Regions from separate parts of the Cricetulus griseus genome. Here region 1 is linked to region 2. A link is a contact called in public Hi-C data. All regions are on one chromosome and are shown on one strand. Each heading gives the region's core, a stretch centred on a gene start, on an enhancer-like site or on the middle of the called end of the contact. The rest is flanking DNA. Distances are from core to core; before and after follow the strand shown. Region 1 holds the start of Nuf2 (kinetochore protein Nuf2). Region 2 holds the start of Rgs5 (regulator of G-protein signaling 5).

What was found. Hi-C and Micro-C count contacts between places; a contact is called where the count stands out from the background.
Region 1: a Hi-C map of fibroblasts shows a contact between it and region 2, with 4 times the contacts expected there. The contact joins the promoter of Nuf2 here to the promoter of Rgs5 in region 2. A contact is called at or near these places in 3 of 8 Hi-C or Micro-C datasets (the CHO-K1 cell line and fibroblasts).

What each region holds. Positions count from the first base shown.
Region 1 is chr5:23,237,610-23,240,417 of CriGri-PICRH-1.0, forward strand. It overlaps Nuf2 (kinetochore protein Nuf2), which reads left to right and starts at 1,531. Exons shown (of 14, transcript XM_027417088.2): 1 at 1,531-1,687.
Region 2 is chr5:23,105,791-23,108,921 of CriGri-PICRH-1.0, forward strand. It overlaps Rgs5 (regulator of G-protein signaling 5), which reads right to left and starts at 1,374. Exons shown (of 6, transcript XM_035445811.1): 1 at 1,345-1,374. The coding sequence starts at 1,374.

The DNA.
Region 1 (2,808 bases), core at 281-2,780, 130 kb after region 2:
AATTCCTGCTGTTCCATCTTTTGCCTCAAAAAGACAACTTTGGTCTACAGATAGTAAAGTGAATAGGGCTTGCTTCACAAGCATGAGGCCTGCACTAGTTCCCCAGCACTGAGTCATGGTGGTATGCACTTATAATCCCACCAATGGGGAGGAGGAGGAGGAAGGCATCCCTAGAACTCACTGGTGGCTCAGTTTAGTCTGATGGGTGAGCAACAGGCCAATTAGAGAAGCCATCTCCAAGAAAGTAGGTGTTGTTTCCAAGGATGTCACTCAAGGTTTACTTCTGCCCTACATATGCACATGTACACGTGCCTGCACACAGTCATTAGTGCGCGCTCGCACTAACTTTTGAAGAAAATCAGTTTTATCCTTGTAATTAAGAAATTTGAATAAACTATTAGTTTATTTTATAAACAATTCAAATTCTAACACACTTCTAGCTGTTAAATTTATAGCAAAAACCACACCTCAAATAGCTTTGATTACACATTCATCTCAACTTTTCTTCAGAGAAAGACCATATAGTCTCTATACTCTTGGTCTTCATGTAATTCACTTGTTTGGACGCTCAACGTTTTAGTTTTGGTTTTTGTTTTTGTTTTTTAGCACTTACTAGTTGTGATTTAAAAAAAAAACTACAAACCATTTACAAATAAATCAAAATATAGATAATACTTATTGGGGATTCACAATTTTGCCAGTCACTTTATTTAGCACACTATATGAACTAATTCCCCGAATCTTAATGATACTGTATGGAGCAGACAGGACTATTTACCTTAATCTGTAGAAAGCACTTGTGGTGCCTGGCTCCAGGGGAGGGATTTTAGGAGACAGGAAGAGACTAAGATTCAGAGATTTAGTTTTACTCCAGATCATTCCAAATTACTTCTCTCAGAGCAGCATTCTTGAATGTGAGAGAGGCCCTGATCAAATGAACTATTAGGTACCTCCCATCTCTCCAAGTCTTGCTTACAGGGGACTTAGGTCCTCTTTACCCAGATTCTGGCTAGACTACTTTTGAAATGCTACGGGCGGCTTTGGGTCACTCGCGCAATCTCTTTAACGCAGGGCATTCTTTCTAAGGCAAATTAACAATGTCTAGCCATCCGCTCGCGTTCCCGTCCCAAGCGTTCATGAACTTTAAGTGAAATGAAGTGTACAAATATCCACGGCAGAACCTGACCTCATCAATGCTCATCAGACAGCGACACTGTCATTATTACGCCAGGATTCTCTACAATGCTTTTGATTCAGTGGAGAACCCTTTATCCACTGTCACTCTCTGAGCCTAATGGATGGGACCAGCAAACCTTCTGCTCGCTAACTCGGACGCCGGCGACACAGCTCCGGAGAAAGTCACCGACAACCTAGTAAACACCTCCCGGAACTCCGCCCCCTAGCAGCTGCGCTCTCCTGTCCAGTGGATTTGCAGTTCCGAATAGAAGCCGAGGCTCGGAATAATGGTTCCGCCCGCCTGGGGCCAGGCTTGTTGCAATGCACATCAAGCCCCACCCATCGTGGGTCTATTGAGCCCTTCCGGCACCCGTCGCGCCGGAAGAGCACTCTGCGGAAAAGGGCGGGTTCCGCATGAGAAGGCGGCTGATTTGAAAAGTGACAGCGGTTGGTGTTTTTTGGTTGATTGCTTGGCTACTATCTGCTCTTCCCGGAGCTTCTGGGACCGCAGGTGAGTGCGAGCGGGCGCCGGAGGGCGGGGAGGAGGCCTAGGGTTGGGGCGCCTGGGTTCGCTGACTTAAGCTTATGTGTTTTGATTTGAAGCAGGGTCTAAAGAATCCAAGTTGGCCTAGAACCCAGTAAGTACCCGAAGCTAGTCTTGAATTCCTAATCCTATTACTTCCAGCTCCCAAGTGCTAAAATTACAGGTGTGAGCCACAAGGGTGGTGTCAGTGGGATATGTTTCCTTGTGAATGCTTGTCAGTTTTCTACGTATCTCCGTTGTTCCACCATCTCTTTATTACACCCAGAACCACGAATCAAAAGGCGAAAATGTTGTATTTAATTAAAAAATCAGGGACCTGAGCGTATATGGCTCTACTCCTGTACAACACATGACCCTTCTCATGATTTTTTTCTCCTCCTCCTCCTCCTCCTCCTCCTCCTCCTCCTCCTCCTCCTCCTCCTCCTCCTTCTCCTCCTCTTTCTTTTGATTTTCAAGACAGGGTTTCTCTGTGTAACAGTCCTGGCTGCCTTGGAACTAGCTTTGTAGACCAGTCTGGCTTCGAACTCACAGAGATCCTCCTGCCTCTGCCTCTGGAGTGCTAGGATTAAAGGCGTGTGCCACCACTGCCCTGCCCTCATCAAGATTTTGAGGAACTATTTTATTTAATTCTTTAAAATTGGGAATTGCTTGCTTGCTTAATTTTGCATTGCAAAACCACATGTATAAAATTTAACTGTTATGCCAGGACATGCTGTGCTTAGCATTGTAGTGTTACAAATAAAAGAGAAACAGGAGTCATTAGCAAACATGTCAGAGAGTCCTTGTAACTATAAAGTACTTTAGTCTGAGCTAAGAGCTCAAACTAAAGGCCTCTTTCACTGTCTGTAAACGCACACACACACACACACACACACACACACACACACACACACACACACACGTTGGAACTGAAATTGCACTACAAAAGACTGAGAATTTGGATGAGAAGAAGCCATTATACCCACTAATTGCAGGTGTAAGCCTCTTGGTAATTTTAACTTGGGAAACTGATCCTCAGAAATTCCCAAGCAGTTGTAATGAGACATTGGAAGTTTAGGAGAAGTCTTGAAGGGATTAACTTGGACCAG
Region 2 (3,131 bases), core at 124-2,623:
GTCTATGTGCTTTCTTGCTTCCTAAAACAAAAGAAGCAATAAATACCCATGGAAATGCACACACACACACACACACACACACACACACACACACACACACACACACACATCCCCCAATGTTTGTTAGCCAGCATCTTCAGCTGCGCCCCACCAACTCCCTGACATCTTCTGAATATGACGTCTAATTTGGTTGACTGGAGAGACTTGAAGCCACAAGTTCAGTTTCTACCTTTAAAGTAACTGGAGTTAGAGACGTATGAGGCTGAAGATGAAGCGTGGTGAGTGCCTGCCTAGCATGTGGTGAGGGCCTGCGTAGATTTCCAGCACTAAAAATAAAAACAAGAAAGAAAAGAAAATGGAAAGTGAGGAGAAAACAGGCAAGCAAGGCTTAAGTGGAACATACATTCAGTTATTCATATCACTTACATAGGGTATATTTTAATGAGAAGAGACAGCTGAAAATAATGCAAGACTACACCTTGCTATGTTAAAGAGACAGAGGGACCGTCAAGACTCCTGTGCTTGTAACACATACATAAAGAAAGACACTCAGTAGGAAGCTTGGGATGTGTAGAGCAGCATTTTCCAAACAGGTTTCCAAAAAGGCTTGATCTATTATTATTGGATGGTTAAACTCAATGCAACCCAAATCTGTGTTGCAGATGCCCCCTGCTGGCCACAAGAGACATGAGCTACAGCGGCTGTAGAAAGAACCCTGGAGCTGGCTAAGAAAACCCTATACAGGCTGCTTTCCACAAAGGTGAAAAACTATATGCTTCTTGCTCCTAAAAAAGCAATAAATACCCATGGAAATTCATGAACGAACACACACACACACACACACACACAGAGTTCTTCTGAACATGACTGCTTTAAATCATGATTGACCTTCAAGGCTTTGGATACAGCAGGGCTGAGCCATTTGTATGGAGAAAGACTATCACTCTGGCACCTACTACTTCCATCTGGCTAAAACGAAACCACCCATTCCTTTTGTTTCAGCCATCTAATGCAGTGTGGTACATTAAAATACATACCTAACTTCTTACCTGATTCTCATAATTTATATTTGGTACCTTAGACAAATGACCCTAGAGTTAGTTTGCATAAAATAACCCTCAGTGATGGAAGTGGTAGAAAGGTAAAGAAAGACAGCAAGAAATATTCAGTGCCATTGCTGTTACGGAACTCAGATGTGGCTCCAGCAATGACAGCTGCTTCCCAAGGCTCACGTGATTAACTACATTATACAACATTCTCAGCTATAAGATGGTTGAAAAACTGGAATTGACAATGCCAGCTGTCAAATATGGCATATTTATAGAAAACGCATTTATCTCTTACGTCCTTCAAGCTCTGGTTATGTTCCACCATTTCCCGTCAGACTTAACAACAACTATTGCCATTTTTGTGTGTGCCCAAACTGTTCTCACTCAGATGCTCTCAACGGCAAATGCAACAAAGCAGTAGGGAGGGGCTCAATAGATATATCACTCACTTTGCAAGCATGAAGAATACAAAAACTAGGTTTTAAAAACTGTCAGGAACTCCGGCATTGACTTACCATCCCAATTTGGGACAGCGGGAGACAAATAGTTTCTTGAGTACTCACTGGCCAGCCAGACTAGCCTACTTTATGAATTACAGGCCAGGGAGAGGACTCTATGTCAAAAAATAAAATAAAACCCCTGAGGGATGGCAGCCTAGGTTGTCCTCTGGCCTCTATACAAATGTACACACACACACACACACACACACACACACACACACACACACACGTGCACGCATAATCAATAGGACACTTGTTCAAATAAGCTAACTTTTTCATAAGACTAAGGCCAAATGCAGTTTCTTCTCACTTGTTTACTTAACAGACTAGCAAGCAGTATCTTTGCTGTGTGCCTGTCCCAGGCCACACACTACTACTTGTTTGGAAGTCTCCTGTGGAGTAAAAGGCAAAACCAAAAGAGTTAGAAACAACGGAACCTATTAGCCCATTACATTTTTAGCTGCCTCCAATTGCTACAATGTGAGATGGGTGCAGGTCACTGGGTATTTGCTCTAGTCAGATATTCACTTCTCTGTGGTGATCTGCAAGCTTGTTTAGAAAATTCAGCTCCTGTGGGGCCACCAATAACTGTCCCTGCTGATCTGATCAAGATCCATGTTTGGTACAAATAACAGTCTCTCTCTAGTCACAAGAGTGAGGCTCAGATTTGGACTGGGGAGCCTATTGTAGTGCCCACTGTCCATGTTAAAGTGAATTTGTAAAGGTGCAACTGATGTTCACTCCTAGAGATGGCACCTGTGGCTTGATCCCTGCTTAGCCCCAGATCCAGTCACTGTCTCTGAGGTTTTGGTCGTCTAATATCAACCACAAGGGCATAAGAATCTCAACTCTCTGATCCTATTGTGGGTCAACGAATCTTTCATACAAGGCACAAGCAGAACACAAACAACTGGGACTTTGTTGATATTATGGAATAAATTATATAAACAGTTTACATCAGCTTATTAAGTGTTTGCTCAAAAAGAATGTGTTCAGTTTGGTTTCGTTGTAGGTACAGTGATCTTGCTTTCATACACCGATCACGAAGCCATTGAGAAACAGCCACCCATAACTAACCATTAACATAAATGGTTACCTACTGAAAATAACCTAGAATTGGTCTTGAATAGATCATCTTATTCTCCAGTAGCCACTTACGATCTGAGTGAACTTACAAAAGCTGGGCCTTAACAACATGATCTGTAAAATGAGGATAAAATAGGAAATGGGATAAGAAGTTTCTATGAGGAGTGCAAGTGACAATGATAGTAAAGGCTGGTCCAGGCCTGGCACATAAGCAGGATGCTGTATATGTCAGCTACTGTTATTATCACCATGGCAACCACGGCCATCACCCATCTACACCATCACCATTTGTACTTATCTAACATCTGTACCACCCGGTGCTAGTTCTAGCTCCTAACATTCCTTTGACTTGGGGACTTGTGAGCCTGAGCTTTTGAAAAAGTGGGACATGATGGAGGGCTGTATTCTGCTTCAGTAACTCTTCTCCATAAATCATTGAGGAGACACTACAGCTTCTTCCTGATAATATTGAAAAAATGTTTGAGATACAGAAAGA